Linked DNA regions of Sus scrofa: region 2 is linked to region 1. Evidence: chromatin contacts called from public HiChIP or PLAC-seq data. All regions are on one chromosome and are shown on one strand. Each heading gives the region's core, a stretch centred on a gene start, on an enhancer-like site or on the middle of the called end of the contact. The rest is flanking DNA. Distances are from core to core; before and after follow the strand shown. Region 1 overlaps REPS1 (ralBP1-associated Eps domain-containing protein 1). Region 2 overlaps ECT2L (epithelial cell-transforming sequence 2 oncogene-like).

Region 1 (3,159 bases), core at 451-2,950:
ACAAATAACACCTGTTCTTAGTTTAAAATTAAACGTATGTCACATAACTCAATGCCTGACCCGTAATTGGTGCTATAATTAATATCTGTTTCTGTAAAAATCAGAGAAAGACTACTATGGGTTGGAAATATTTATTAAGGAAAAAACCCAGATGCCTGATGTGAATCTTAAAGAATGGACAGGTTTGGGGTAAGTCAAAACAAGATGAGCATTCTAACTTGAAAGGAGTGGCAACAGGTCAAAGCAGAAACTGTAGTGATGGCTAGGTAGTAAACTGGACCAAGCTAGGTGGGGAGGGTTCTAAATGCCAGACTAACCTTTACTGAGCATTTCTCAAGAGTGTCATGTAAGTTTTTGGAAATTCATGTATTTGTTCTTTAGCAATTACAGAAAAGCTAGTTAAGATCTAGGAGGCTACTGCAGTAGATTAGCAATAAGGTGGTCAGAGCTCAGAAAGTATCTAATGCAGAGGACAGAAAAGGATGATTAGCTGAGACTCTTCCAAGAAAGAAAATCTGAAGAACTCTGTAGGCTGACCATTAAGAGTCAAAGCTGACTCTACACAAGACAAAGAGACACAGTAAGAAGACAAAATGCTAAAGTCATATAATAACAATAATAGTTATATACATCACAGCAAACAAAGAAGAGACAATATCCACCAACAAGTAATTCAGTGTCAACTGCAAGGGAGGCTGTAAAACAGAGTAAGAAGTAAGGAAAGATTACTGGATTTGGTGACTAGGATAAAGGCGAACTTTATGAACACCTTTTTTTTTTTTTTTTTTTAAGGGGTGGGGTGAGGGGAATAGAAAAGTTCAATTAGTAGTACAGGCAGTAGAGAAGAAATCTGAATCACTCGTTATTTGATAGTAAAAGGAAGAAGAAAAATAGGAAGGCAGCTAGATGGGTGTGCAGGGTGAAATGAATAACACAGGAAGTAAAAAGGAACACTATGTAGAAAATAAGCATGAGGCAATACAAATAGTAACTATGACAATTCCGTTTTTGCCATTTGTTAGGTGTAAGGAGATAACACTTAAGTTTGGATTCACTCCAGAAACAAGTCTTAGGGGGATCTACACAAATGTGACTAGGGAAGTGAAAGATTTCTATTTCTAGGGGTTTAAAGCTGTGGGTAGGAAGAGAAAATCTAACCATGAACTCCCTTCCTGTGGCTATTAAATCCTTAGCTTCCTGAAGGCAGGCACAGAATACAAGGTTTAAGATTTTTAGATTTGGAAGGTTTAACATCAACAGTTTCTACCATCCCTGTGAGTTTAAATTGACCATAACAAGCATGGTCCATTACAGTATAACCTGTAACTGACTTGGTACAAATCTCAATGACCTGTGCTAGGGAATGTGCTATAGGCGCATCATGGGAGTGGTCCAACAACCTCCCTGTAAATGGATCTGTGGTCTTCTCTTTCTAGCCAGGTACACTGGCACTGGGCAGAAGCTGTATAAAGACAAAATATACTATAGTGCCAAGATGGCCAGATTCCGCCACCATATTATTTGCCAATATACTCCTAGTTGTGTTTCTTCTTAAACTCCTTACATTCTGTTATAAAAAAGGCATAAGGGGAAAAAACGTTCTGAAAGGGAGAAGGGGCAACTGGCAACATTGGTCAGCCAGAGCAGCAAGGTCAAAACTCAGAGAGCTCTGCGCTATTTGTTCCTGTTCTTGCCACCTCCTCTTCTCATGCCCAGAATGCTGACTGTGGTGGGGAGAGAGTATCCATAGCGCCAGCACTGGAACTTCCAAGGCTGCGAGCTTCACCACCCCCACTTTTTACTTCCCTGGGTGAGGAGCCCAGAACTGCCTTAATTAATTCATCATCACAATCACGTCTAGGGATGCACAATAATAACAGAGCTAAGGAACTGCTTTCTCTAAAAACTTGGCTCTGTTTTCTAAATATCTACTATGTGCTTTTACTGCTCTAGAGAATCCTGAGGTCATGAAAGAAACCAAGCCTGAATTTTATTCACAGTTTCCTTACAACATTGTTAGGATGTAAATTTACTGGAAAAACAATTAAGCAATGATATAAATGAAAAAAAGCAGTTAACAGTGCAAAACACATACAAAGGGATATAGCTAGGAGGCCAATGAGAGTCTCAGAGTGAGGGTAAGGCTGTTCAAATTAGATTTCCAAAGCATACAAAAAGCTAAGTCACCTTTCTGCAAAGAGAGGAGGACTGAAGCATGGAAGCTGAAGAAGGGCACTGCAGATGAAGCAAATAACGTGATTAAAAAAAAAAAAACCTACACAAAGAACAAGTAACTGTGTAAGAAACAGAAAACAGATTTACTAGGTTAGAACACAAAGTCCACATCAGAAGAATACAGAAACAAGATTGTGAGATGTGGGAGTGAGTTGGTTGATAATTTTAAGGCTGGGTAGGCATGACTACTCAGATTTGATATGCTGTCCCCATTGCCATGCATTTTATGAGAATTCTATGCTTTCCTCCAAGAGTCAGAAGAATGCTATGCTTTCTTCCAAAGGAGTCATTTAACATTAAATGAGGAATTATTGACCTGTTTCCTTATTTAGATTACTTATTTACCACTATTTGCTCACTGTGACGTTCGAGAATTAGAAATTATACCTTTCAAACAAAAAACAGAAACAGATCATGGCCAAGAAGAGCAGACTTGGGCTTCCTGGGGTGGGGGGGTGATGGATGGGCATTTTGGGGTTTTGGGAGATGCAAACTGTTATATGTGGAACGGATGGGCAATAGGATCCTACTGTACAGCATAGGGAAATGTGTATGATTGGGTCACTTTGTTGTACAACAGAATTTGAGGAAACATTATAAATCAACTATACTTTAATAACAATAAAATAAAAAATAAAAAAGAAATTATACCTCTGAAAGGCAGAGAATATTATGTGAGTTTACTACTACTAAAGTGAACTATATCTTTAAAAATAAAAAATTAAAAGAACAGCCTTGAGGTACAATACCTTAAAGAAAAGTTGTTAATATGCATGTTCACTATATCCGACTAAAGTCACCTGAACAACCACGAAAGTATTAGCTAGCGTAAAAGATAAACACAATCAAGTCTCAGAGGTTCCATATTGTTCAAAAAGGCTCCTTCCTTGTCATTTGGAATAGTTTTAAGTGGTATGACAAAAT
Region 2 (3,159 bases), core at 321-2,820, 120 kb before region 1:
CAATACCAGGTACACTGTAGCCATTCGGTAAGTGCCTGCTGATTGTATGAAGATGTATGAAATGCTCCTACTTACAATGATAACTAAAGGATAATCAAAAAAATTCCTTTGGTAGCTCTCTAGGAGGAAGGTACTTTTCCAGATGTTACGAGTTTTAGAATACAGGATATTACTAATACTTGGCTTCATTCAAAACTTTTCATTAATTTAAGACTTCTATAAAGCAATTCCAAAAGGAATTATGCATAGTAATAATACCCAAGGGGTGCCATGTGGCATACCTCCAGGGGGTGCTATTTTGCACTGTCATCTGTGTGACTGGCACCTCTTAAGGTTGTTTCATTCACAACTTCCCAAATGTAGCAGCCCCGGTGATACACTACCAGCCATTTACAGAGGACGTGATGTTCACCTCCAGATCTACCAGGTCGTCTTTTTTTACCCTCTTGTGGGAAGAGGCGAATCCACAGATAATTCATTGGAAAATGGAGACAAGATTTTAAGAGACCATTGTTTCTATTCTGTATTTAAAAATCTCTTTAGGAAATTTCTAGGAGGGTTGATGGCAGAAGAAGAATGGACGTGGCTTCCCGTGAGGCCTAAACAGGCTCGAGCATCTTAGAAACAGGAGGAGGATGCTCTTACACAGTAGGTGCTCAGTGAATGTCTGTCACCTTCCCTCCTGCCATCTCTATATATTCTTTTGATGTCATCATCAGAAGGCTTTCAAGTGCAAATTACAGAAATGGAAACCAAATCAGCCTAAAACAAAAAGCGAATTTATTGACTTAAGATTTGTCCAGCTTTAGGCTGGGCTAGATCCTCAGATTCAAACAATGTTACCAGAGCTTGCCCTCTCTCTCCTTTCTCTCAGCGCTGCTTCCTATATGTGTTGCATCAAGCTAAAAAGGTAAGCGCAAGACCCTTATGAGGAAATTGGAAATTTGTATTAAAGGATAGCAGGGAAAAAAAAAAAAACCCTGGATAAGTAGATGTGCTATGTTTAAAGATGCCAGTTCTCTCCAAGTTAATCTTTAGCATTGAATTATTCAGTTCCAGTACAGATCTCTACATAGGATTTTCTTATGGATTTTGAAAAATGAATACTAAAGCTAATGTGGAAGAGAAAATGGACTACAATGGCTGCGAAAAATTTAAAGAGAAGAGATAGTAAGAGTTGCACCACCAGATATTAAAACCAGTTTCATCCATTTAAGAAATACCCTTGAATAGTATCACAAGGGTAAAGGGAGCAATAACTGAGATAAGTGCTTCATCTGAAGGAAAGAGAAAGGGCAGACGTCAGTAAGGTTGGGTAGATCAGAAGCTTGGGTAGCGGGAGATCCTTCCTCTTCTTGTGTTAGTTCCTGTTTAGTGGCCCAGACACTGACCATCACCCGCCTGCCCACGCCATTCCTTACTTCCTCTTCATCTTCCTGACAAAGTCCTTTTCTCCCCCGGTATCATGTGCTTCAGGGGTGGCTGGTCACCCTGTCCCCCCAAGAGTGAGTCAGAGTTGGCCAGAATCATGGTCATTCCATCAGGTTTAGGAAAGGGCGTGGGGATATGAATTCTGCCCAAGGGAACACAAGAGAGTGGCTGCTAGGGTTTCTAGGAGAGTTTTCATCCTCCTCAAAGGGACTTAAAAAGGAACTTGAGGAAAGTTCTGCCTTATTGCCCATGATCTCTACTCAGAGAGGCAGTCATCTGGGAACCACCCCAGGGGGCAAGCTTGAAGACCAAAGCAACCTACTGAGCAGACAAAGGGGGAAGAGAGAAAATCCTTGGCCTTCGCTGACACTGAGTTCTTAAATTCACTAACCCTGAAGCTGCCCTGGTTTTCCTTATTTAAGAAAAGTGAGGAGTTCCCATCGTGGTGCAGTGGTTAACAAATCCGATTAGGAACCATGAGGTTGCGGGTTCGATCCCTGGCCTTGCTCGGTGGGTTAAGGATCCAGCGTTGCTGTGAGCTGTGGTGTAGGTCGCAGACGCAGCTCGGATGCCGTGTTACTGTGGCTCTGGTGTAGGCCGGTGTCTACAACTCAGATTAGACCCCTAGCCTGGGAACTTCCCTATGCTGCGGGAGTGACCCCAGAAAAGGCAAAAAAGAAAAAGAAAAAAGACAAGGAAGAAAAAGAGGTTTTAAGATGGTCCATAATAGTTTATTTATCTAATTGTCACTTCTCTGGTCATATCAGCTCTCCAGAATCTAGCTGAGAACCAGGTAGATTTGGAAAAACACAAAGCGTTTAGCAGTCAAACTGATGTCTTTACACATAGGAGAGAAACTTTCAGGCCCTCCTACAGAGTCTGAGTATTTAATTAATTCAGGGCTTCAAATAGGGCTATACACTGTCCTAAGGACACCATACATGTATTCAACACTTTGTACTTGACTTTTGCATCAGCATCAGGATCTGCTAGGCTGCCTCTTCTACCAATGAGAAGTCAAGTTCACCAGTGTTAAGAAGGGTGAGCCCATCAGAGACACTTGAAGTTTGTAAAAACACAAACCATGAATCTCACCCAAGACATTTTGGCTCAACACACCATGGGGAATGTGAGAAGCTGTTTTTACTAAGTTCCCAAGGTGATTTGGTACACAGCCAAGGGCAAGGAACAAGTCCTAGGTGACCCAAAAGCCCCAAGGCTTTTTCCACCACTCATCTACTCCTTCTTAGAGACAGGAACACAGACCATAAGAGTGTCCTGTGCCTTCTACTCTCTCTCTCTCTTTTTTTCCTTTTTAGTGCCACACCTGCAACATATGGAAGCTTCCAGGATAGGGGTCAAATCAGAGCTGCAGCTTCTGGCCTGCACCACAGCCACAGCAATGCCAGATCCAAACCACATCTGCAGCCTGTACCACAGCTGGCAGTAACACCGGATCCTTAGCCACTGAGTGGGGCCATGGATTGAACCCACATCCTCATACTAGGTGGGTTCTTAACCCACGGAGCCACAACAGGAAGTCCCTTCTATTCTCAATTAACAAAACAAAGTTGTTTGTTCAGGTGCTACAGGTTTTTCATCTTTCACTTGTGATACTTCTTAATGGTTTTAGAATGTGTCATTGTAGGTAACCTGAAACTTGACACAAATAATAAAGGAAATATTTTATTCTCATATAATCTGGAAAAATCCAGAGCAGCTGAAGCT

The links. HiChIP or PLAC-seq counts read pairs in DNA pulled down with a chosen protein or histone mark.
Region 2: an H3K27ac HiChIP or PLAC-seq map of alveolar macrophages shows a contact between it and region 1. The contact joins two enhancer-like sites.

Annotation. Positions count from the first base shown.
Region 1 is chr1:25,498,207-25,501,365 of Sscrofa11.1, reverse strand. All of the region lies in intron 1 of REPS1 (ralBP1-associated Eps domain-containing protein 1), which reads right to left. Among named protein-coding and RNA genes, the nearest start is that of REPS1, 19 kb to the right of the region's middle. Within about 2 kb of position 1,700, at least 10 of the 83 cell types and tissues checked have an H3K27ac peak or open chromatin away from gene starts, as enhancers often do. A contact at or near this core is called in alveolar macrophages, where this site is marked.
Region 2 is chr1:25,621,417-25,624,575 of Sscrofa11.1, reverse strand. All of the region lies in intron 3 of ECT2L (epithelial cell-transforming sequence 2 oncogene-like), which reads left to right. Among named protein-coding and RNA genes, the nearest start is that of ECT2L, 21 kb to the left of the region's middle. Within about 2 kb of position 1,570, at least 10 of the 83 cell types and tissues checked have an H3K27ac peak or open chromatin away from gene starts, as enhancers often do. A contact at or near this core is called in alveolar macrophages, where this site is marked.